Regions from separate parts of the Nothobranchius furzeri genome. Here region 1 is linked to region 2. Evidence: chromatin contacts called from public Micro-C data. All regions are on one chromosome and are shown on one strand. Each heading gives the region's core, a stretch centred on a gene start, on an enhancer-like site or on the middle of the called end of the contact. The rest is flanking DNA. Distances are from core to core; before and after follow the strand shown.

The links. Hi-C and Micro-C count contacts between places; a contact is called where the count stands out from the background.
Region 1: a contact with region 2 is called in a Micro-C map of tail fin, with 9 times the contacts expected there. The contact joins the enhancer-like site here to the promoter of LOC107382216 in region 2. A contact is called at or near these places in 2 of 2 Hi-C or Micro-C datasets (skeletal muscle and tail fin).

Annotation. Positions count from the first base shown.
Region 1 is chr7:75,270,181-75,276,683 of NfurGRZ-RIMD1, forward strand. No RefSeq gene overlaps it. Among protein-coding and RNA genes, the nearest start is that of utp6, 17 kb to the right of the region's middle. Within about 2 kb of position 4,196, at least 3 of the 3 cell types and tissues checked have an H3K27ac peak or open chromatin away from gene starts, as enhancers often do. A contact at or near this core is called in tail fin, where this site is marked.
Region 2 is chr7:75,160,955-75,167,593 of NfurGRZ-RIMD1, forward strand. LOC107382216 reads left to right here and starts at 3,058. Exons shown (of 4, transcript XM_015954270.3): 1 at 3,058-3,206; 2 at 4,652-5,126; 3 at 5,273-5,406. The coding sequence starts at 4,660.

The DNA.
Region 1 (6,503 bases), core at 2,946-5,445, 110 kb after region 2:
AACAGCGCTGCCTAATTTGGTGCAAGAGCACAAAGAGGCCCAACATGGACTTGAGGTAACTCAGAACCCAAATACGAGCAGACAACCGCCGAGGTGAAAATACCTCTGTGTTCACCCCCAAAGGACTTCTCATTCTTGATTTAGACCACGTTCTGAGCCAGTCTGACACTTTCAGACACACACACACACACACACCATTGGGACAAACCCAGTTTCCATGGCGGCAAATGACACACAGAAGCTGACCCATGCTTATCAAAAAAAAAGGCAACAGATTAAATTTAAATGTTTCTGTCAGATAATGATGCAGTATTTCCAACGTTTGCTCAGAGAGAGACAGAGAAGGAGAGAGAGAGCATTCGGGGAAAATGTGCATGACTCAATGTGACTGGAGTGCGTTCAGCTCAGGCAAACAATCGTTTAACGCTGCTTGTGCCTCGTGACTCCCCGTGTCGCCCCGAGCGGGAGGAGAAGACCCTGTTTGGACGAAAGAACCTAAGAGCTCATCTCTGGGGGTTCCCCCTCCCCATCCCCACCGTCCCTCGGGTCTCGGCTGGTAAAAAGCGAGGCAGGCTGGTGTTCAGCTGGTGCCTCCGGGACTGGCGGCGTCCAAGCAGCAGCCATGGGGAAGGCACGCTGCCTGTCCTGTGATAGCCGTATGAGATTCCACATGCTCTGTGAGTAATTCCTCCCTCCCCTCTCCATCACCATGTGGTTCGTGGCCCTGAGTCATCATCCACACTTTCCCTCACGCCCTCTCCCCTTGTCTGTGAAGAGGATTCTTCCTTCCGAACGGAACAGCCTCCCTCCGATGACTCACTCACTAACGCTGAGACCTCCACAACACCCGCACTCCGGCCACGATGGCCAACCAAACCACACCCAGTCCTCCGCGGCATGCTCGCCCTCACGTCTCTCCTTCTATTAGTCCTTAATATCTTTTTTTTTTTTGTACCCACTTGCTGAGTCTCTCCACATCACACCGCTTCATTCTGACACCGTAAGAGGCTGGATTCAGCACTTGCCAGCGTACCGTATGTTTCAGAACACCTGCCAGCCTGTCTTTCTGCTTCCGTCTTCCAGTCGGTCCCCTGGTGCTCCAAGGCAATGTCAAAACACAGAAGGACACAGCTCGTCGACTTCCCCGTCTGCATACCAATAATAAACCAAGACAACTTGAGCAGAAATGCACTCAAAACAAAGATCTGCACAGAGAAAGGCTTGTATCATCAGCAAAGAAATGTTTTTTTTTTCTGTCTGTGTGGTTTTTAAAGACATTTGCAACTGTAAGCTCTTCTGCATCCACGTGTTTATTTGAACAAATTAGATTTCAGCGGCTCCCCCGTGAGTCTGAATACTTCCACTCATGTGCTTCGCAGCTCAATGGGCTCTGTGACTTCTATGTTTGGTTTAAACTCCGGTTAAAATCTCTCAGCATCACCTCAGCGACCCACTTATATGGACTGGCTTGTGCCTCGACGCGGCGGTGCAGCCAGCTTTCAGTGCGAGTCCCTACATGTTCCTCAGAGATCCTTTTGTTGACCATTGCAAGAGCAATAAGGATTTTTAGGGGCATTATGACTGGGTTAATAAAACACAGCTGCCCCTAAAAGTCCCTCACTTTTCTTGCTGCCTTTTCTCTCTCCCTTCCAAACTTCATTTTTGTGTCTCTCTCCAAACTTTTGAGATCAAACAGCAACATTTGCTGGCTCAGCGAACGTGACTCCAAGCACAAGTTTGGTATCTGTTCAGGCACAGCAAAGGCAGCACACACACACACACACACACACACACACACACACACGGAATGAGCTGGAGTGACCACAGTGTGTGAAGTTTGACCTTTTTCTGCAAGGCCGGCTCATTTACGACGCTAAAACGGCGAGCTTGCTTTCCAGCATTTATGAATTGTGTATTTATAATGGCGGGCTTTTATTGGGATTGTGGCGTTTTTAAAGGGGGGTTGAATGAGTTCAAAGCAGAATTTCCGAGAAGGAGCTCTCCTTGCGTTTGTTACAAGTTCAGCTTTCACAATCCTCAGCAGCAGCTCCTCTACGCGATGCTGCCTCGCTGACATACACGATGTTTACTTTAAGAACTGTCTGAACCCATTGACCCGGAGCGGGACGACCTGGGAATCATAGAAAAAGTCTATTTAAAGTAGGTCTGGAAGCCCGCTAAACAAACGGTGTGTGGAGAATATGAGACAGCCGCGGCAAGAGTAGAAACACACGGGCAGCGCTGAGCAGCAAGCCAGTGGCGAGATGGGTCCGATCGGGCCTTTCTAAACGACGTGAGGGAGGCTTCACAGGCAAAGCTGTTTAATATCAGCTTTAATCAGCCGACTTGGTGACTCTCCCAGAGCTCCCCGTGCAGCTTTATTCAAACCAGCTCCATTCCACCAGACCTCCCTCCCTGGGCCCTCCGCTCAGCTCGCAGCACTCCTACTTGATTTGGTTTTTTTTTTAATTCCTTTACCTGCGTTGTGATATCTCACAGTGCTCCAGCGAGCCATCTGGACCACTGTGAGGGCAGCCGCATCTTAAAATCGCCTTGAGCAGCAGAGTGGTGTAAAATCCGATACCCATTTAACAGCGTTAATAAGCATTCGGGTGTCAGCTACAGTCTGGAGGAATTTAATTAGAGATTCAGGTTGACCAAAGTGTCAACTTTCCAGCAACTTATTATAGACGCCATGGACGTAATTTTCACTTTAGAAGTGGGGGGGGACACGGGGTGGGAGTGGGGGGGGGGGGTATCTTTACAGTATGCTCCAATGGGAAACAGGCTTCAACACAAACAGTTGTTTTCTGCTTGGTCCTGGAGCTCAACCAGTGTCAATTTAATATAAAGTAATATTGTTTTTGGATAATAAAAAGTGCAGGGGTCATAACTTGACTTTGGAAAATTGGGGGGGGGACAGGTCCCCCCTGTCCCCCCCCCCAAAATTACGTCCATGATAGACGCAATAAGTTACAGCAGGCTCGTAAAAAACAAATACCCTGCCACCCATGTGTTATACGCCACCCAAAATAAGCTCTGCTTATTAGCATCAACAGCCCAATAAATAAAAGTGGCAGATCAGCAGCAGCAGCAGCTATTGTGATGTGGATGAGGTGGGGTCTGATTTCATTTGCATGAGCGCTTTGGGCGGTCTGGTTGTTTTTAAAATAAGAATCCCATGCTTCAGCGAATGTCTTACCTATGTGTCACTTGCAGCAGGAAGATGCCACCATGGCTCTATTAATTACATAAAGCATCTCGTGTCAGGATGCTGAATTCATTAGTGAGGTATGTGCAGCGCCGGGGTCGGGACGGATATAGACCCAGGCCTCCAAACCTAACTCCTCCACTACTTCACACACTTGATCCATCTCAGAATTTGGCACTTTAGGATTTTTCACAACTCCTGATTTTTAAATCCTTTAGGTTCACCTATTGCAAGTTTAGCTCTTGTTCGTATTTATTATTAATGATGGATTTAACTGCACAGAAAAACTGCAGCTAATGTGAAATTCATTTAATTTTAGATGCACTTAAAAACTTCATATTTAAATGTTATTAGAATTAGTTTGAAGCCGCTTTGAACCTTTTATGAAAAGGTTTAGAACATTTGTAATTTTAAGTTAAGATCATTAGTGCACAGATACCCGAGTTTAATAAAAACATTATTTTATTAATAAGTGTTCACCTGCTCCAGTTTTATGGGACATTTCGGGACTGGATGTTGAAATACAAACTTTTTCCAACTAATTTTTTTTTATTTTCGCCATGTTTTTTTATCAACACTAAAGTCTATTAACATTTTAAATAATAACATTTTTATACCTATGACGTCAGTTGGTGTTCAAATGATTTAACCTGCATCGATTTATTACAACCCTACAGATTAAATTGGACACTGAGTTGCCGTAAAATTAAAGCGTAATCCTGTTTCCTCCCTCTAACAAAGACGGAAGTTTTGCCTTTGCGTTGTAGGTCACGTGGGCCAGAAACTGGGACTTTGTAGGCCAGTTGAATGAACTGAGGACTCACCTTGCCCGCAAAGACCCAGCCTCTGACACACACACACCGTCAGATCCTCCGCAGCCAAACGTTCATCCTGGAATAATCCTCAGGTTTGATCATACGTACCCGCTGAAGAGCTGCCTCTCCCGGCCGTGTGAGCCTACCTGCGCCCCGGACAGGTGTACGCATCCCGCAGCCAATGGGGGACTTTCACGCATGAGTTAAAAAAAAAAAATAAAAAAAAAAAAGAGGCGACAGTCTGGAGGAGACCGCGTCTGCGAGCGAAGTGAAACTTCACCTCCTGCTCCAGCTCCAGCTCCACCGCCGCCCCATGAGTAATCGCTCGGTGTTGCGCACGTTCTAAATTGAGTATCCTTTTCCAGGGAGGGGGATTGTCTTTAGGAAGGAGTCGGACAGTCCCCCCTTCCTCCTCCTCCTCCTCCTCCCACTCCACCCTGGCCCATCTTCTCCCCCGTCTGTCCAAGGAAGAAGGAAAGAAAAAACATGCAACAGTAGCGCCTTGCACCACCTCTTGCCTTCTCTTCCTTCAGAATTAAAAATAAAAATATGAATAAGCCGTCTGCATGATTTTTTTTCTCTCCTGCGCGCCAGTCTGTCACCCAGTTTCCATTCTAGAAAAGAGAAGAGACAGGATCCTGCTCCCGTAGCCTTTACGAGCAGGATATTCCCAAACAGCTGGAAGGAGGTGATATAGGTTGCGCCCTCGTGTTGGCTGGGCCCTTCCCGAACCAAAACGGACCGGTACTAACCTGGTTATTTTCAGAGCGCTGCTGGCACGTCTCCAACCGAGTTGAGTCGGGGGGCGCAGCGAAGGAGCCCCGCATGAGCAGCTGAAGAAAGAGGACCTAAAACCCAGCAGGAGCACTAGAGAGTAATGTCCGAGCATGTGCCTCTCCTCCTCCTGCTGCTGCTTCTTGCGCTGCACACACATTCCTGCGGTGGTGCGGTGGCTGACCCGTCCGCACGCCCCGCTCAGAACCGGACCGATGCCACCGGGGCGGCTCGTCTGCGCCTCCGTTAAGGTGTTCCCTTCTTTTATTGATTCCTGTGCAGGAGACTGGATCCATCCCAGGTTCATCGCACCTCTCTGCCGTTATCTGCCTGACTCTGGAGCAACATGTTGGTGCACAGCGACCTCTGGTGGCGGGGAAACGCCACGACACAAACGCGCTTAACATCATTACCAGGTTACATTAACCTGAGTAAATACAAAACACTGTTTAAAACGATTATGTAATTTACTATGAGAATAACACACGTGGCTCAAAAGTAAAAAAAAGTGATTCCTCCTTCGTTAAATCCTGAATTATCTGTTATTATCCACATTATGTGGAAAGTGAGTTTAGTTTGACCCCTCACACCCAGACCTGATGCTGTTGGCTAAAAAATCGTATTCCCAATGTAAGAGCAAAAGAAGCCAAACCAACACCTAAGGACTCACTTGGTTAAGGTCAGCAGTCATTCAACTAATAGAAGGAGACTGGGGCAAAGATTCCATGATGTGACACCTCCACAGACCATGAACAACACAAAGACCAAAAAATGTACATCTTGATGATCCCCAAACGTCTGAGAAATCATTCCGTGACTTACAAGACCAACGATAAAATGATCCACACACGTATAACACATTTCAGAGTCAGACGACGCAAAATGCTTTCCACTGCATCACTCATATATTCACATGCTTACTGTGATGAACTACATCGTAGCCATGTTGCCCTGGGATGCACTGACAGAAGTGAGGCCGCCGAGCACAGGCGCTACCAAAATGCCTTCGATTACCGCCAGCAGGGAAGGTAAGTTAAATACCTTGCCCAAGGACACAGCTGTAGAATTCTCTGCTGGGAGCTAGAGTCGATCCTACAATTCTCCGATTACTGGATGACCGGCTCTACCTCCTGAGCTACTGCTGGCCAAAAGCAGAACTTTCCAGAAGGTGTGTTTCCTGTTTGATCTGGTTTGAAATTATCACTAAAACATCATACCTGCAGCCAAGCATGGTGGCGGTGGTGTGATGGTCTGGGGCAGCTTCAGGCCCTGGACCACATGGAACCACGCATTCTGCTCTCTAAGCAGAAAACCCTGAATGAGAACCTTTGACCTTAAAGCTCCGATCTTCATAGTGAAAAAGTGACTTAACAAGAAGAGTGGTGATATTCCTCCACAGTGATGTGAGACTGACTCATTTACCACAAAGGCTCATTGTAGTTGTCCTCACAGCTGTTACAACCAGATATTAAATTTAGGGGCGACTTATTTTTACCGTTGCACAATTATATTATCTCTATGGTTTTTATTTATTTATTTATTCATTGTTTTCTTCTCATTTGGGTTACTTTGATTCTGTTAAGCAACTGGTTGACTCAGTTTTTTTATGAGAAACATTCTTTTTTTTCTTTCGTTCATTCTTTCAAGAACTTTTCAGCTCTTAAGATATCAAACATTTCAAAAACTAGGGGAAAAAAGACATA
Region 2 (6,639 bases), core at 1,808-4,307:
GCGCTCTACGACGATGTCGACGCCAAAACAATCAAAACAAAGAGGAGACTCACCTCTTACATCAGGAAGGATCCTCGCATATCAAGTGTTATCCATTCTTTCATAATCCGTGGTTGAACTGTGATCGGCAGAAGCTTTTGCGGTTTCGCGCCTCACTTTTTTTTTACAGCAGCGACCCAAAACGATCTCCTGGCAAACACTTGATTTTTTGCTTCCCGGTCATGTGACGTGTGCGGATTAAGATCAGCTTTAGAGCTGGGATGTTTGTTCTCATGGTGAAGGGGTTCGTTCCGACGGCCACACGGTAAAAAAAAAATGCAAATGACGACTTTAGTCGTCAATGGCACTAAATGAGTTAACAGGCTTCTGTTGCCAACAAACAGAGCTAAAACATGTTGTTTTACAAGTATTATTCTTATTTCATGTTGTGTTCTCATATATTTATATTTTAGACACTTAATTGTCCATGAAAAGTTCATCAACTGCATCAGCCATGGTATTTCTCAAATATAAAGCATGTAAGCGGTAGTCTGACACTATTGGTTAGTTCTGGTCGGTGCTCAGTTTCCTATTGCACGGGCGTGCTTAGCAAGAAAAAAAAGACGTATTGCTTTCATGATGATGACGATGATGATGCTTTCATGATTTCATGACGCTACAATGATAAGATAATCACTTTTACAGATTTTTGAAAAAACATTCATAATGTCTGAAAGGGGAAAACTCCAGAAAGATACTTTAAGCAGGATGACAGTCAGACAATAAATGCTCTTTTATTTGGGGACGTTGTTTTAAACTACGTACCAGAAGGTTCTCTCCAGTTTTAGCATCCAACTGGGTCTCTTTTCGTTGGCTGAGTTATGTAATAATAATAATAATAATAATAATAATAATAATAATAATAATAATAATAATAATGTTCTAGTGCCATTTGTAAAGCCAAACAGTCATAATTTACCAGCAATCAAAGCTTTATTTATAAAGCGCCTTCCGCAGCCCTGTCAGGGAGACCAAGGCGCTGGGTTTGGGGTTATTTAGCCTATGATAAGATTTCAAAAAGTGTGTGTTCATTTTTCAAAGTCATATTTTTGCCATGTTATTCATTCATTTATAAATGTTAAAAAGATACATCTTTATTTTAAAAATTAAATATTAAGGTCAGATCTAAATATTTAGTTTTTTTAAAATAATTATTTAATTTACTAAATAATTATTTAATTTACTAAATAAATATTTATTTTGGGAATAATAATAAAATTATTTATTATCCAAAAAATGTTTAGCTGGTATCTAAATGTTTATTTTGGAAAATAAATATTGAATTTGGAGCTAAATATTTATTTTACAAACTAAATAAATATTTTACTCTAAATGGTATATTTAGCTTGCTAACACATTATTTAGTTGGGAATCTTAAGATTTGTACATGTATGAATAACAAAATGAAGACAAAACGTTGAAAAATGAACTCCCATTTTATTCTCTTATGATAGGCCTGTTGTACTTTACAAATGGCACCCCATATATAACACCCCATAGCTTTGTGTTAAAAAGAGCATGTGTGCTCACCTGTGCTCACCTGTCAAAACAGCAGCAAATTGCAGAAGTAAACAAAAACAATAGGTCCTTGTCAAACATGTGACTTTCCAGTCAACAACACACCCCTGTCATTTTAGGTGTATGATGACTCGCGTTGCTAGGGGAAACCATAGCTGAAGTTGAAGCGAGCCAAAAGAATGGATAAAAACAACAAGGACGAACAAATCCCTTACACGAATAAACTTCTGAAGGAGGACAGAGATGTGTTTCCAGAAATGGTCTACAATCAACATTGTAGATCCCTACGACCTCAAGGAAAACAAACAGAGCTCAGACGTTTCATTACTACTGAAAATATATGACTATAGCACTACCTCAACATATTTATAATCAAGTAAAAGTAAAATGTAGCCACCCAGAAACATTACTCCAACACAGGCGCTGCAATAAGTCATTATCAATATAAGTTATAAACAGGTAAGAAGTCGTGCTAGACGTGTTTGTTTACATTTTGACCGACATACTGTAGTTTAAAACATGGTCATGTTCGTTTCCTCCTGTCATTTTCATTTCTCACATAATGAAAAATACAAATTCACAATTACATTTAGTCTAAACAAGCTGTCCAGCAACATGTTGATGTTACAATGAAACGATTTAACTTGAAGTAGGAACGTTTTACCTGCCGTGTTCTGGTTCTGAAGCTGGTCTGTGACCCACAGACATGCTTCAAGCTGCTTCCACAGCTCCTCAGCGTGCTGATAGTGAGCTGTGCCTATCATGGTGTCCAGGACTGAGAAAATGCTCAGATGTTCTGATGGGAATCTTTTCTTGTTTTCTTGTTACGTCTGTGATGTTCTCTGAGCGTAACGTTTAAAATGTCTTCACACCTGCATGCAGCGGGGTAAATACAGGTTGTCAGAATGACCAACAGCCTTAAGATTTCTCCATCAAAATAAACAGTCAAAACCGGAAATATCCGGTTAACACGATCCCTGCCTTCATTTTACTTTTTTGCCTCCTCGTAAAGATAGCATGGCAGCCCTTCACACAACATGAAAGTACCATTTTTCTGGAGGTTTATATGATCACAACAACACAAATGACCGGCACTTCCTTTGTTTATACACTTAGCTATCCCATCATGCAACGCGCTACAGCACCCAATAGTCACCTGACAAGGGCCGTTTATAGTTATCTGTGCTTTTCCTGAAAAAGTTTTGTTTTTGAATATAAATTCGTTTAAACGCGTTTGATACTATTGCTTGAGTGGGTATTCTTTTATATTATTTTCGTGCTTGCTTAAATTATTTTGCTGTTGGTTTAAAAAACGCACAAATGTGACTCAAAATTGCAAACCTTTTAAAGGTTTAATACTGATACGTCAAATAAAACAAACAGCCACTTGTTTTATTTATTTGCCCATAAACCATCATTTTGTAAAGAAGCACACAGATAAACTGGTGCACATTTATTCAAATGCTGCCTCACCTCACTAATATGCGCCTTCTCACAACAAAGGATGCACATTTCGGCACAACACCTGTGTTCAGTTCAAAGGGGGGATCAAATGATGTGTGTTGGCACCACTTAGCGGCAGCTTGTTGTTAGCTCTCTCCGGTTGGGCCAGTCTGTTCGGGGCAGATTAATCTTTGGCATCAGGACAGGTAAGAAGTAAAATATATATATATTATTTTTAGCTCATATTTGGTTCATCCCGTATGTTTAAGTCACTCGATTATCGTGTTTTATCTATTCAGTGCGTGAATTAGCATGAAGCTAACGCTGACGTTAGCTAGCTAAAAGAACATGTTTGGGGTTGTGATGAACAGACGAAGTGAAATGACTGCTCGTTGATGACAAAGTGCATTTTCGGTGACAATATCTTATTTGGGTTCTTTTAATGTGGAGAAGGGCTGTTGCTTGTTCTTCTGTGTCAAATAAAGATGACATGGGCAATAAAATGACCAGCAATGTCCCCATACCTTTCAAGGTCAGCGATCAATCGACATAGAAGATTTGGACCGGCGATTAAAAGCGTTTAGTCGATGAGAGAAGGAATCTCTTGCTATGCAATCATATCGTGTTGCGTTCAATAAGGCCAACACATGAAGCAGTTCCTCAATCAAAAACAAAATAGTGACTCCATAAAAAATTCATAAATAAAAAAATAGAAACATCAACGAGTTTTTGCTGTTTAGTCAGGGATTTTCCCACTCATTTCAATGTTCCTTATAAAGGAATTCAACAGGAGTGAAAAGGTTGAATACGTGCTGTGAAAAGTATTTCCCCCTGCAGATTAGGCGTTTTTTTGTCACAGGTGAGTATCTAAATTAAGGAAATAGATATCCTTATTAGATAACCTGAATAAGTAGAAAATGCGTTGATCATTTCATCGATGACAGGGAAATTATATGCAATAATGTCTCCTGTTAACCATCCTTTAACATAACAAAATTGAGTAGAATAGAAAATCCTTGTATTGATTTTTAGAAATAAAAAAATACTGTGTGGATTAAAAACAAGATGGAATATTATTTACTGGGGATGGGAAAACTGCAAATGCAGTAATGAGTGTGTGCAGTTAGAATGACAACAGAAAAATGTGCAAATCACAAAAAGCAGCAGGAATGAAGGAATGCTTGTTTTTAATATGAGCTGAGGTCAGCACCACACCCACACCTGACTACTGCCAGACCTTTAGCATTAGGAAATCTCTTCAGTTGAACCTTTCTGACAACATGAAATAGGCTAAATGATCTCTAAAAGAAACACGTCATGCCTCGTTCACGGAATTCAAGAACAGAAGGACCCAGAGCGACATTTAAAGCCCTGCAGATCCGTTTCAGTCTCCGTTACATCCGGAGTAAAACTATAACAGCATTACAGAAACTGCATCATACCAACCAAACCAACATGCAGAAACTGAAGAAATCCGTACGGAGGAAAATACTTAGTCTAATGTCTAATGCTCTATGTGGAGCTATAGCTATTTGTAAACGCTGATCAAATGTCACCAGCAGCCATACTCTGACAGCTCTCTGATCAAGGAAATATTGTTTAAAATAGGTTTTGCACACTCTTGATGAGACCCTTAAACTGTGTGTCACAGGTATCGTGATGCCTCAGAGTAGTCTGAACTTGGAGGGTCGACAGAAGGGATTATACGACCACTCATGTGAAACCAACCATCGCCTCAAAAGTCAGATCCCAGGCAGGCGTTTGGTGAACAGAGCAGTAAATCGGTATGCCACTAGAACCAGTGAGAGCTCAAAAGTTGGCTCACTGGATTTTCCCAAACCACCCTGCCTGGTGAACGGTTATGGACACCATGGATACAGGAGCACAAAACCACCTCATCCAAGGAATTACAGGAGACCAAAGTACCCGTTTTCCCCAGTGGGCAGTGCCTCAGCAGCTGGAAGGGTAGGAGACGTAAAGGTTCTGGACGGTATCCCTACCAAAGGTGCCACCAAGCCAGGTGATGATCATCTGAGTGGTAAGTCGGAACAAGCGGCACCAGATCCCGGTTCATCGGCACCAAAGAAGAATCCAAGGAGAAAGAAAAACTTTAGACACAAAGAGAGGTGAATCTTTACGTGTCAGCATCAGCCACATGTATTTGTTCATTCATTCACCACGGGTTTGTCAGCAGGGTTCATCTGAAGCTCAGACATGTAAAGTGTTCTAAGTGATCGTGCTTTAAGCTCCAGTAACCTGCACCCTTTTGCAGAGATGACAAAGCCTCCTCTTCAGATAAAGCTCCGCCCCCGATGCCACAGCAAGAGGAGGAAGACTGGGAGAAGGAAATCCAAGAGGTCGAAGCCAAAAACTGGGAAAAGATGTGCTTTGGCATCATACCATATGGTATTTCCTGACAAATACAAAACAACATCGCAATCTGAAGTAGGGTTGTCACGATAATAAAATTTCAAACTCGATTTGATACTGGAAGAAAAACTCGATACTCGATTTCGATACTATTTAAAAACACCAATTTATTGAACACGTTTATTCAAAAAATAACATTCCTCAATTTATATTGCAAAAATTAAATGTTAAGAATTAAGTGTATTAAGTGCTTAAACCTTTCAAGTATCAACATTTTTTAAAACGTGCATACAAAAACTGGTGAAAGTTAACACTTTAAATCATGACTTGTCTCACTATATATACACTATTTGCAGAGTGATGTTTTGCTGCTTAAACTCTGTTTAAGGTGCATTTTTGTCATAAGCTGTAATGCCATATGTTTTGTTCTGTACTTTTGAACAACTCTGTTGGTCAATAAAGGGAGAAAACGAATTTGTCCACAGTAGGACAAAGGTACATCTACCGGTAATCTTGATAAAAACAGATCGGCGCACGGCAGTGACGTCATTAAAAGCGCCGGTTAGATTAGCCGCGGCTAGTCTGTTCACGCCTGGAAATCCCAGACCCGCTCCAAACGAACAGGGGAATCACGTTAATGATTCCTAACAAAACCTTTCGACATTGAGATGTTCTGGTGCAGATAATGTCTTATTTCGAGGCTGCTCCATGGGTGCCCGTCCGCACCCGTTATATGGATATACGCTGACGGCGATTCGCCGATGGATCTAAATACCCCGGGGAATCCAAGTAGCACCAAAGTTGTCAGCGTGAGTAAACAAACGTACTGCATGCTAGAAATTAAGTCCGGGTTGCAATAAACGGGAGTTTTCCTTTAAGCACATAAGCGTGAATATACAACTACGTGTCGGACTTGGTATGCTAATTAAGTTGGGCTGTGAAGCGCCTCCCAAATTCGCTGTTTATGTTTTTGTTTATTTATTTGGCAGACAAAACTTGGATCGGAGACAACTCGCGTGGGAAATTGCAATGTAGCCATGCGGCGTCTTCTTCTTCTGTTTGTCTGGGAGGCGGAGGTTGCTTTACGGCATCTGGCTGTCGTGCGTGTCGGTGTACTTGAAGAAGGCTGTGTATAATGGTCCATAATATCGATACCACAGGGATGGAATATTTAGTTTAGATGCCACTTTTAGTATCGATTTATATCTAGGTATCGATTTTTTTGACAACACTAATCTGAAGTGGTCGACGTGGCCTCCTGGCCTTTCT